Regions from separate parts of the Zea mays genome. Here region 2 is linked to region 1. A link is a contact called in public Hi-C data. All regions are on one chromosome and are shown on one strand. The core of a region is the stretch at or near the end of the contact, and the rest is flanking DNA. Distances in the headings are between cores, read along the strand shown.

Region 1 (4,823 bases), core at 717-3,216:
AACGATGTCGACAAACAATAGATACAACAGCTACATGGTATCTCATATCTCCCCGTCCCATAGCTCCTCCAAGGTCTTGTACGGCCCGTCTGGTGACAAAAAGAACTCTGCACGGCATGCTCTCCTCTGTGGAATCCCCATGATCTTCTCCTTGTCATCGACGCTCAACTCCCAATCGAAAAGCTCCATGTTTTGCTTCAACCTCTCCTTGTTAAAGCTCCTCGCCACAAAGCACACCCCTTGCTCGTGAAGCCACCTCAACGCTACCTACACATATAAATGGAGATGATGATCAGCTCATAAATAGGTCACAGCTGCATTGCTACAACATTTAAAAAAACATAGGGTGTGTTTGGTTCCTTTATTAGTCACCCTCCTAGACTTTAGTCCTTATAATTTTTATTTGGGAGGCCTCACTTAGTCATATTGTTTAGCAGCTTAAGAACTAAAAGTGACACTAAAATTTAGGAGGTGGCAACCAAACACCCCTTTAGTTATTCCAATAAACACAATTTTGTCTTTTTCTAAATAAAAAAAGTTATAAAGTAGGAGGAAGAATACAGTACCATGTCCTAAACAGTTCACCCAAATTAAACAGCTTATGTTCAATTCAAGAAAGGAATTATCTTGATTATTCAAAGAAACACTTATTGTGTGTATATATAAACAGTAGGGCTACATCATGTGATAAAACAGAAGAGTTTACCCACGTTTTTCCTTTTTTTAAAGAAGTGATTTATCTAAGTTGTGGTACTATTTATATAAACCATAGGAGTTAAATAATTGATTAGGTCACTCCTAATCCAACGACGACGTCCCAACCCAAAAACTATAAGACAGTTTTACTTGTCATGTCATATATAGATAATACATATAGAAACTTTGGTTTCCTTTGGATCTTGGTCTCTTCTTTCTCCTTCTTAATGCAAAGAAGCGCAGTTCGAGAAAAAAAGAAATACATATAGAAACCATACTCTAAGTAGCTAGTTTTTTAGAACAAATCTTATTTATTATTATATACATTTTCTCTTCTCCGTCATCCACTTAGAAACAGTTTTTTTATACATATAGAAACAGTTTTTTTATGCATTTAGTGGATATGGTCTATATTTCGATAATATAAAACCGACAATCCAATCTTTCCCCCTTTTGCTTTTAAATTTTTACTTACCTGAGCAATGGTCTTGCCTCTCCTGGCGGCGATGTCCTCCAGCGCGCCGCTTTCCATGACGGCGTTGGATCCCCACGCCGTGCCGATCGCGCCCAGCGGCGAGAAGGCGGTGACGACGACGCCGTTCTTGGCGCAGGCCTCCCTGACCTTCTCTTGACGCCAGCCGACGTTCACCTCCACCTGGTTCACAGCCGGCGGTACGGCGGCGAAGGCGAGCAGCCGGGACATCTTGGCCGCAGAGAAGTTGCTGACGCCGACGGACCTAGCAAGGCCGATGCGGTGGCACTCCTCCATGGCGTGCCAGACGCCTTCCATGTCGAACGGCACGGGCTTGTTGTTCTCGTCGGCGGCGACGGGCCAGTGGACGAGGAAGAGGTCGAGGTAGTCCAGGCCTAGGCGGGCCAGCGACTCCCGGATCGCGGGGAGCACGCGGTCCGGATGCGCGTCCTTCATCACGAGCTTGGAGGTGATGAAGAGGTCAGCGCGGGAGGTGACGGCCCCCGCAGCGACGGCGTCGGAGACGGCGGCTCCGACCGCCCCCTCCGTGCCGTACATGGAGGCCGTGTCGATGTGGCGGTAGCCAAGGCGGACGGCGTGGAGGATGGTCGCCGGCAGATCCTCCGGCGTGCTGGAGGAGCCGGTCCCGAAGCCCAGCACGGGCATCGCGTGGCCCGTGTTGAGCACCACGCACGGGATGCTTGCTGACACGCCGGCCATCGTTTGTTGGGCAGTTGGTCGGTCAAACGATGGGTTCGTGCGCTTCTTCGTTTCTAGGACTGGGCACTTTAAAATCGGAAACTGAACCGTACGTCGAACCAAACCAAAACCGAGCCGGCAACCCCGCCCCTCGATGTCCGGAGCCCCCAGCTGGCAGTCGGCCACTCCCCCAGTCGGACCCCCTCCGCTGGCTGCTGGCCCGCGTGGTAGCACCACCAGCCTCCACCCGCCGTTGCCACCGATTGGTAGGTGCCATCCAGCAGCCACGCCGTTCAAACCAAGTGCCAGCCGGTCGCCATCGCCAGCAACCCCGCCACTATTGTTGCTATTTGACCATTTCCATCTTATTCCACTTTTGCTCGTGTTTACAGCTCCCTCCGTCCCTCACCTGCTCCATCCGATCGAATACGGATGTATATCACTGAAACCATATTTGTTTTTATATTTTTATTCGGATTCAAAATTTATACGGATAACTTCGGGTACAAATATTCTCAGATACAAATACAGATAGTTATGTCAAATACGTAACTAGTTAGACATGGATATTATCGGTAACGAATTTTTTATCGGATATCGTGTAAAACATAGTTCCACGCATATCATGGTCATAGTTGTAATCATGTATCCACTCCTTGAGTCCAAACATTTTTAGCATTATATGTGTACATATGTCGCGTTTTTTTAAAAATTCGTGAATTTTAAGCTATTTGCGTATTATTAATTTAATTTGCATAAAATCATCAAAATGTAAATAAGTTACCAAGACTAATAAACATTATATAAGAATATAACCTCAAGCTCCACATGAAAATGATAAAGTGAAGTATTGATTATGTTCAAACTTGGATACTTAGTGTGATTTCACGTGTAATTCACGCAACAAGTGGAAGTGAAATGAAAGAAACACTAGCATATTGTGGATTTTATGGTCCAAATATTTTGGAGGGTTATATGTGAACATATGTTATGCCTCCACAAAAAATAATGAAGTTCTGAGGCTATTTGTATATTATTAATTTCTTTCTAAAAAATCAACAAAATGCACACATATATCCGGATAAGATATCCGGATATCCGAGAAGATTTATCCGAGAAAATATTCGGATATTCGATATCCGATAGATATCAGACATATTGTATTCGAATTCGATATCCGATCAGAATATCCGTATTCGTATCTGTTATCCGAAAAAGTCCGGATATCCGAAAATTCCATCCGAACAAGTGTTCACCATCTTCGAATCTGGATCTGGACGGATGTTTCCGAACCATATTACATCCCTAGCTGCTCCAGTGCTCATGGGTCTAAGGCTTCCAGCCGACCAGATCAATCCCATTTTCAGATCCGGTACAACGATGGCAGCGGCAAGCACATATGTATCCTCCAATGTATGTGAAAGGGAATTAGGCTTACAGCTAGTTCCTAAATGATTTTGGTGGTTGAATTGCCCAACACAAATAATTGGACTAACTAGTTTGCTCTAGTGTATAAGTTATACAGGTGTCAAAGGTTCTCAACAAGCCAATTAAAAAGACCAAAGTTGGATTCAAAATAGAGAGCAAAAGGCATCCCGAAAGGCTCCCTGGTCTGGCGCACCGGACAGTGTCCGGTTGCGCACCGGACAGTGTCCGGTGCACCAGGAGACTTCGCCCAGAACTCCTCAGCCTCGGGAAATTCTCAGAGCCGGCGCGCTATAATTCACCGGACTGTCCGGTGTACACCGGACAGTGTCCGATGCTCCAAAAAGTCGTGGCTCTGGAACTCGGCAGCCACGAGAATTCAGAACGGCTGCTCCGCTATAATTCACCGGACATGTCCGGTGTACATCGGACTGTCCGGTGCGACTGCGGAGCAACGACTACTTCGCGCCAACGGTCACCTGCGGGCGCATTCAATGCGCGCCAGAAGCGCGCAGAAGTCAGGCACGCCCATACTGGCGCACCGGACATTAAACAGTACATGTCCGGTGTGCACCGGACATCCAGACGGGCCCAGAAGACAGAAATCCAACAGTCGAATTGCAACGGCTTTGGTGACGTGGCTGGCGCACCGGACATGTCCGGTGTGCACCGGACTGTCCGGTGCACCATACGACAGACAGCCTCCACCAACGGTCATGTTTGGTGGTTGGGGCTATAAATACCCCAACCACCCCACCATTCATTGCATCCAAGTTTTTCAGCTTCCAACCACTATACAAGAGCTAGCATTCATTGCAAAGCACACCAAAAGAGATCAAATCCTCTCCCAACTCCACACAAAGCCTTAGTGACTAGAGAGAGTGATTTGTAGTGTTCATTTGAGCTCTTGCGCTTGGATCGCATTCTTTCTTGTGATCAAACACTCACTTGTAATTGAGGCAAGAGACACCAATTGTGTGGTGGTCCTTGCGGGAAGTTTGATTCCCAAGTGATTTGAGAAGAGAAGCTCACTCGGTCCGAGGGACCGTTTGAGAGAGGGAAAGGGTTGAAAAAGACCCGACCTTTGTGGCCTCCTCAACGGGGAGTAGGTTTGCGAGAACCGAACCTCGGTAAAACAAATCCGTGTGTCTCACTTCTTATTCGCTTGAGATTTGTTTTGCACCCTCTCTCGCGGACTCATTTTTATTTCTAACGCTAACCCGGCTTGTAGTTGTGTTTATATTTGTAAATTTCAGTTTCGCCCTATTCACCCCCCCTCTAGGCGACTATCAATTGGTATCAAAGCCCGGTGCTTCATTAGAGCCTAACCGCTCGAAGTGATGTCGGGAGATCACGCCAAGAAGGAGATGGAGACCGGCGAAAAGCCCACTACAAGCCACGGGAGCGCTTCATCGGAAGAGTCCCGCACCAAGAGAAAGGAGAAGAAAGACTCCTTAAAAGGGAAGGAGAAGAAGAAGGACTCCTCCAAAGGAAAGGAGAAGAAATCTTCTTCACACAAAGAGAAGAAGGA
Region 2 (5,301 bases), core at 1,700-4,199, 160 kb before region 1:
AATACAATATTTCAATTTCTAGCAATCATATTAGTTGTGGCAATGTCATTGGTATATTCAATTTTGAAGGAAGGCACTACCCTTTTGGCGGATGCTTACCACCAACATATGTATTATGTACCCATGATCAAAGTAACTTATAATCTTTTAAGAAGCAAATTGAACACAACAAGAATAAATGTATAGGAAGGTTACTTTATTGTAGAAAATCAAGAGATACAAAAAACTAAGAGATCAAAGATATGGCTAGACATTGTTAAAAGTTAGCTATATACCTTAAGACCAAGAAGTTTGATCTGGGCACTGGCCTTGGGAAATTTATATTTGCTCTTCCATAAGAGCTTTTGAATTTCTTTGCTCAAAGGATTTCTCTCACAATTTCCCTCTGGATGATTTTGAGGAGCAAGGTTATCCTTATGTGTACTAAGGAATCGACAAGTTAGTCCATATGGACACAAATGTCCCAGTGCAGTAAATGGGCATGTGCCTTCAAGGTCAGCTGGTTTCTGCACACGAAAAGGCAATTTAGGATTAAATAAGTTATAAAATTCACTAACAATTTATATAGCCAAATAAAAAGAATACCTGAGACAAATAAGCATTTATGTCATGGCTGAAATGACAAGAAGTACCATATTTGCATGAGTCCACATTTCCACTTTTCCCTACTTCGATACAAAGGTGAGAAGTAGATTTTTGTTCCTGTGCAATATAATAAGTTCAGTGGATATTATTGCCGGTACAATGAGGAAACAAAAAACTACCAACCTACCACCAAAATAAGCGGTGTATAAGCATGCAAAGATAATAAACAGTTCTGAAGTGCAGGAATATGAGGTATATTTCACTGATGATTATAAAAAGAGAAACATATGCTAAACTTGCAGGTTTTAATAGTAATAGTACTCCCTCTGTCCCAAATAAATCAACTTCTAGAGTTGTCCTAAGTCAAAGTATTTAGAGTTTGACCAACTTCGTAGAAAAGAGTACCAACATCTATGACCCCAAATAAATATACCATTAAATTATACTTCACATGGTATCTGATGGACTTAGATGTCGTAAATATTTGTGCGTGTATCTATAAATTCAATCAGATTTTAGATCGTTTGACTTTCTAGAAGTTGAATTATTTTGGGATGGAGGGAGTACTTAACATATATGTGCCCCAAATAATAACTCAGCATTAACTTGTTTTCAAGTCGTCTAATTAATCGCGATTAATCGTCAAAGTCGGTTTGGACCAATCGCGATTAATCATCCAAGTCGGTTTGGAACAATCGCGATTAATCGCCAAGTCCTCCGACTAATCATGATCAATGCCATTAAGCATGGTTATTTTACAAGTGTCAAAAGAAATGGAGAAGTACAATGTCATTCCCAATTTCCACCTTAGGAGTAGGATATAAAATTCCTGACTAACCAACAGAAATAATGATTAACATAAATATTCCAGATTACTAAATCAAGCAATAATTGGGTGTGGATGTCAAATACAGATATTGCAAACAAAAAAACCATGGTCTTCACTTTTCAACATGCTATGATTTGACAAAATTTAATATAGGGTCTGTTTGGTTGGGCTGTGGCTGTGAAAAAAGCTGATGTGGGCTGTGAGCTGTGAGAAAAGCTACTGTGGGCTGTGAGCTGTTAAAAAGCTAAAAAGTGTTTGGTGGAAACCACTAAAAGTCGCTAAAAGTTTTTTCATATATATTTTCATAGTTCTATCCAAAAGCCGCTAAAAGCAGATCCAGAGGTGCTTTCAGTTTTGCACTGCAAGAAAGTCGGCTTTTAGAAAAAGCTGCTTCCTAGATCCAGTCCTTTGGTTTGGCTTTTGGCTTTTAGGGGGTAAAAGCCAAAGCCAAAAGTCAAACCAAACACACCCATAATACATACCACTCACATAACAATCAGAAACCTTGAAATGCCACATGATCTAGCTACCAGTTGGCCCATGCTATGGAAATCAGGTGCCTAGAAGGTAGAAGCTTGTTTTCTAAAAAAAAAAGCAAACACTACATGAATCCAGGGGCGACTTCTAGATTTTATTTCCTCTCTTTACACTAAATTTGTAGAGCTTCCGGCATGTTCCAATAAGCTAAAAAGTAAGTTTTATAGGATGGCGGTTAGACCTGCTATATTGAATGCTGCAGAATGTTGGCCTACAATGAGTGTCGCGGAAATGCATTGTGTTGGAATTTATGGTCATAAGAAGGATCGAGTGTGGACTGTGGAGTGATATATACAATAAGCTAGGGATAGCACCGATTGAAAAAAAAACTTTGTTGTTGTTGTTCCAGTATATTTGTCGTTTTTTATAATATTCAAACAGGTGGAAACATCATCTTCTGTTAATTAATGCAAAGACCCGTGATTCTCATGCATGTTCTAGAAAAACAGAGCTCAAACTACAGGTTGCTAAACCCTACTACGCAACAAGGTAACAATTTGATACGCATACACAGACGCACAAGTCACAGGAATCGGCACGGTTTTGAGCACAAGTTACAGCACGACGTAAATAGCGCCGTCGTGAAACAATTGCACTGATCTGCCGACATTTCAAGAAGCACCTAGCAAGCAGAGCCCAATGAAAGCTGAGACAGCAGAGCAAGCACCCTGCGTCGCTACCGCGGTGGTTACCTGCTGCCGCTCGCGCTTGAGCTGGCGCTTGGACTTCTTCTCCACCTTTACGACGGCCCCGCCGCCGGCGGCTTTACCCTCCTCCTTGGGTGCCTCACGGACGGGAGGCGGGCAGAGGAAGGCGGGCTTGACGGGGGCGACGGCGCGGGCTACCAGCTCCGCCGGGGTGGGACGAGCAGGAGTGGGAGCATCAGCTGTTACTGCAAGCAAGGCATCCGGCGGGTCGGTGGCCGGCGTGGTCGCAGCCATGGTGGAGGTGTGGCGGCGGCGCACCGAGGCAGGCTAGGGGAGTACGGGATGTACAGGCAGCAACGAGGGTTTTATGTAACGGGAACTTTGGCAGTGCAGCCCATAATGGAGTACTCTTTGTTTTACGGAACAATTGGATCTATACCATTAAAAGATCCAAACTTTAGATATATACCATGGACCCCACATGTCATTGACTCATGTGGACCCACATGTAAGTGAGATAGTAATGGTATGGATCCAAAGTGGTGATCTTTTAATGGTATGGATCCAAATTTCCCTTGTTTTACTGAAACTATGAAATCAAAAGAAAATAATGTCCTATGGTTAAGAGCAACTGCCCTAAACACATAAACAAATTAAAATATAGGTCTAATCAAGATAAGACAGTTTTACCAGGAGCCCTATTTCATAAAATTTATCTAAATATTTGTTGTAGCGAAGACGGAAAGCTCCCTCGATCCCTCTTGCCTCTCACACTAACCTATTGTTGAAATGTTGGGCCGAGTTCGCCCCTTCACTCTAATGAAGTAGACAACCTGATGGACTCACCCGAGGGGTGGCCTTCGTTCAGCACGCGAAGGCTCATCAAGATCTAGTCCTCGTACCGTATGGTCTTAGGCGGCGGCGTTCTTCCGATCTAGGTCAACCTGTCGGTGACCTGTGTGGGTATGAAACCTGGTGTAATAGGAAAGTATGTACTTACCATATTGTAATTACCTTATTGTACAATGCATGTCGGGAATATATTTAGTAGCAGGGGGCATAACTGTATTTAGGTTCACCTGCTACCCTGTCGCTTAGGACATGTTTAACAAAGCATTTGCGCTCCCGATCTATTGTTTTTCCCTGCCTCCTGTTTTCCTGCTCCCGAGTGCTTGGTTCGCGGTTTTCTGTGCCAACATTTGGCGACGACCGTTTGTGCTCCGAACACCGACTTCCACGATGGCTCCTGTCGGTGTTTAGAGTCCGACCGCACACCCGGGGTTACCCCTCGCGGTGCTTTTGGATAGGACGGTGTTGTTGACTGTAACTCAATGGTTCGTGCGAGATGCACGAGAGACGACATGCAATTTTCTACAGGTTCGAGCCGCTTGGAGAGGCGTAATATCCTACTTCCTGGTGTGGATCTTTATGTGGTAGGCTACAAGGGAAGTCTCCAAGATGGAGAAAAGCTAGTGATATAGGTAGATGGTTGATGGAAATGATGGGGTACCTCCTAGGCCTTATATACTCGACCATGGGGCACTACATGCGTATGTGATGAGTACGTATACCCTAAATAATAGTGAACCGACTGAACTGAACTTCCTACAATCTTGCCGACTTATCCCTAATCCGCCCTGATATTCAAGGGCGCTGCACGCGGGAAAGTCGGGTGGACAATACGGATAGCGTTCGAGTCTGACGGGTTGCTTGGGCCTGAGTCTGCTTCTTTCTCGTGTCAGCCCACTCTGCCAGCAGTTCTGTCCCGGCCCACGAAGGGATGGCCTTGTGAGGTAATTGGCCCATAGCCTCTCGCGAGGCCTTCCTGCCTTCTAGTGGACCTGGGGTATATCTGTCCCCTACAAGCCCCCAATCTTTGAGTTGATTTTGAAATAATCAGCCCAAAGATTCTAGGTTCGGCTCGTAGGTTTGTTATGTGGCATGGTTTCCACTCTGCCGATGGGTGCTGTTGGAGACTTGTTCTCAAATGCTATGAGTTAAGAACAAAGCAACACAAATGTTAATGGTTAAAGACCTTCGTCCTCCGAAACATTATCTCCTTTAGGATATAATGATCTTCAGACGAAGGTCATGAAGAGCATACCTGTAATACTCAAAGTTGTATACCAAGAATAATAGAGAGATATCCTCAATTTTATGTGTCTCATTTGCATCATAAGAAAAGAGCACACATAATTGAGAGTGATCAATTAAAACCAATAATACCAAAAAAAAAGCATCATGCTGGAGTTTATATGTTTGCGCATTAAATAAAATAATAATGCTAATGATAATAAGATAATAATTACTAGAAATTGAATTAAACCCTAAATTGAAAAAAATAGGGTTTTCCAAAATGAGAAGAAGAGGAATGATACAAAAAATATAAATAATGTTATTATACTTTTGAAATTGGTATTTTTCATTTCACAATATGATTTGAGAATAAATTTGCACAAGGTTTGAAACTAAATTCGAATTCAAATTGATTTTAGAAATAAAGAAAAGAAAATGGGAGATGAAAAGAAAAGGAAAAGCAAAATCCCACTGTTGGGCCCAAAACCCTCAATTCGGCCCACCATCTCTTTTGATCCGTGCAGCCAACCACTCACCCACGGCGCCGACATGGTGGGTCCACAGGGCAGTGGCGCCAGCGCACACAACGTTCCCCCTTTCACTGCGTCGCGGGGACCACTGGCCAGC

The links. A called contact is a pair of places that touch in the nucleus more often than the background predicts.
Region 2: a contact with region 1 is called in a Hi-C map of endosperm, with 2.7 times the contacts expected there. The contact joins the promoter of LOC100279244 here to the promoter of LOC100283694 in region 1. A contact is called at or near these places in 2 of 25 Hi-C or Micro-C datasets (endosperm and leaf).

What each region holds. Positions count from the first base shown.
Region 1 is chr10:103,710,717-103,715,539 of Zm-B73-REFERENCE-NAM-5.0, reverse strand. LOC100283694 (NAD(P)H-dependent oxidoreductase) reads right to left here and starts at 1,966. Exons shown (of 2, transcript NM_001156595.1): 1 at 1,172-1,966; 2 at 1-267. The coding sequence starts at 1,888. The coding sequence ends at 43.
Region 2 is chr10:103,868,902-103,874,202 of Zm-B73-REFERENCE-NAM-5.0, reverse strand. LOC100279244 reads right to left here and starts at 2,949. Exons shown (of 10, transcript NM_001152265.1): 1 at 2,644-2,949; 2 at 586-702; 3 at 276-506. The coding sequence starts at 2,892.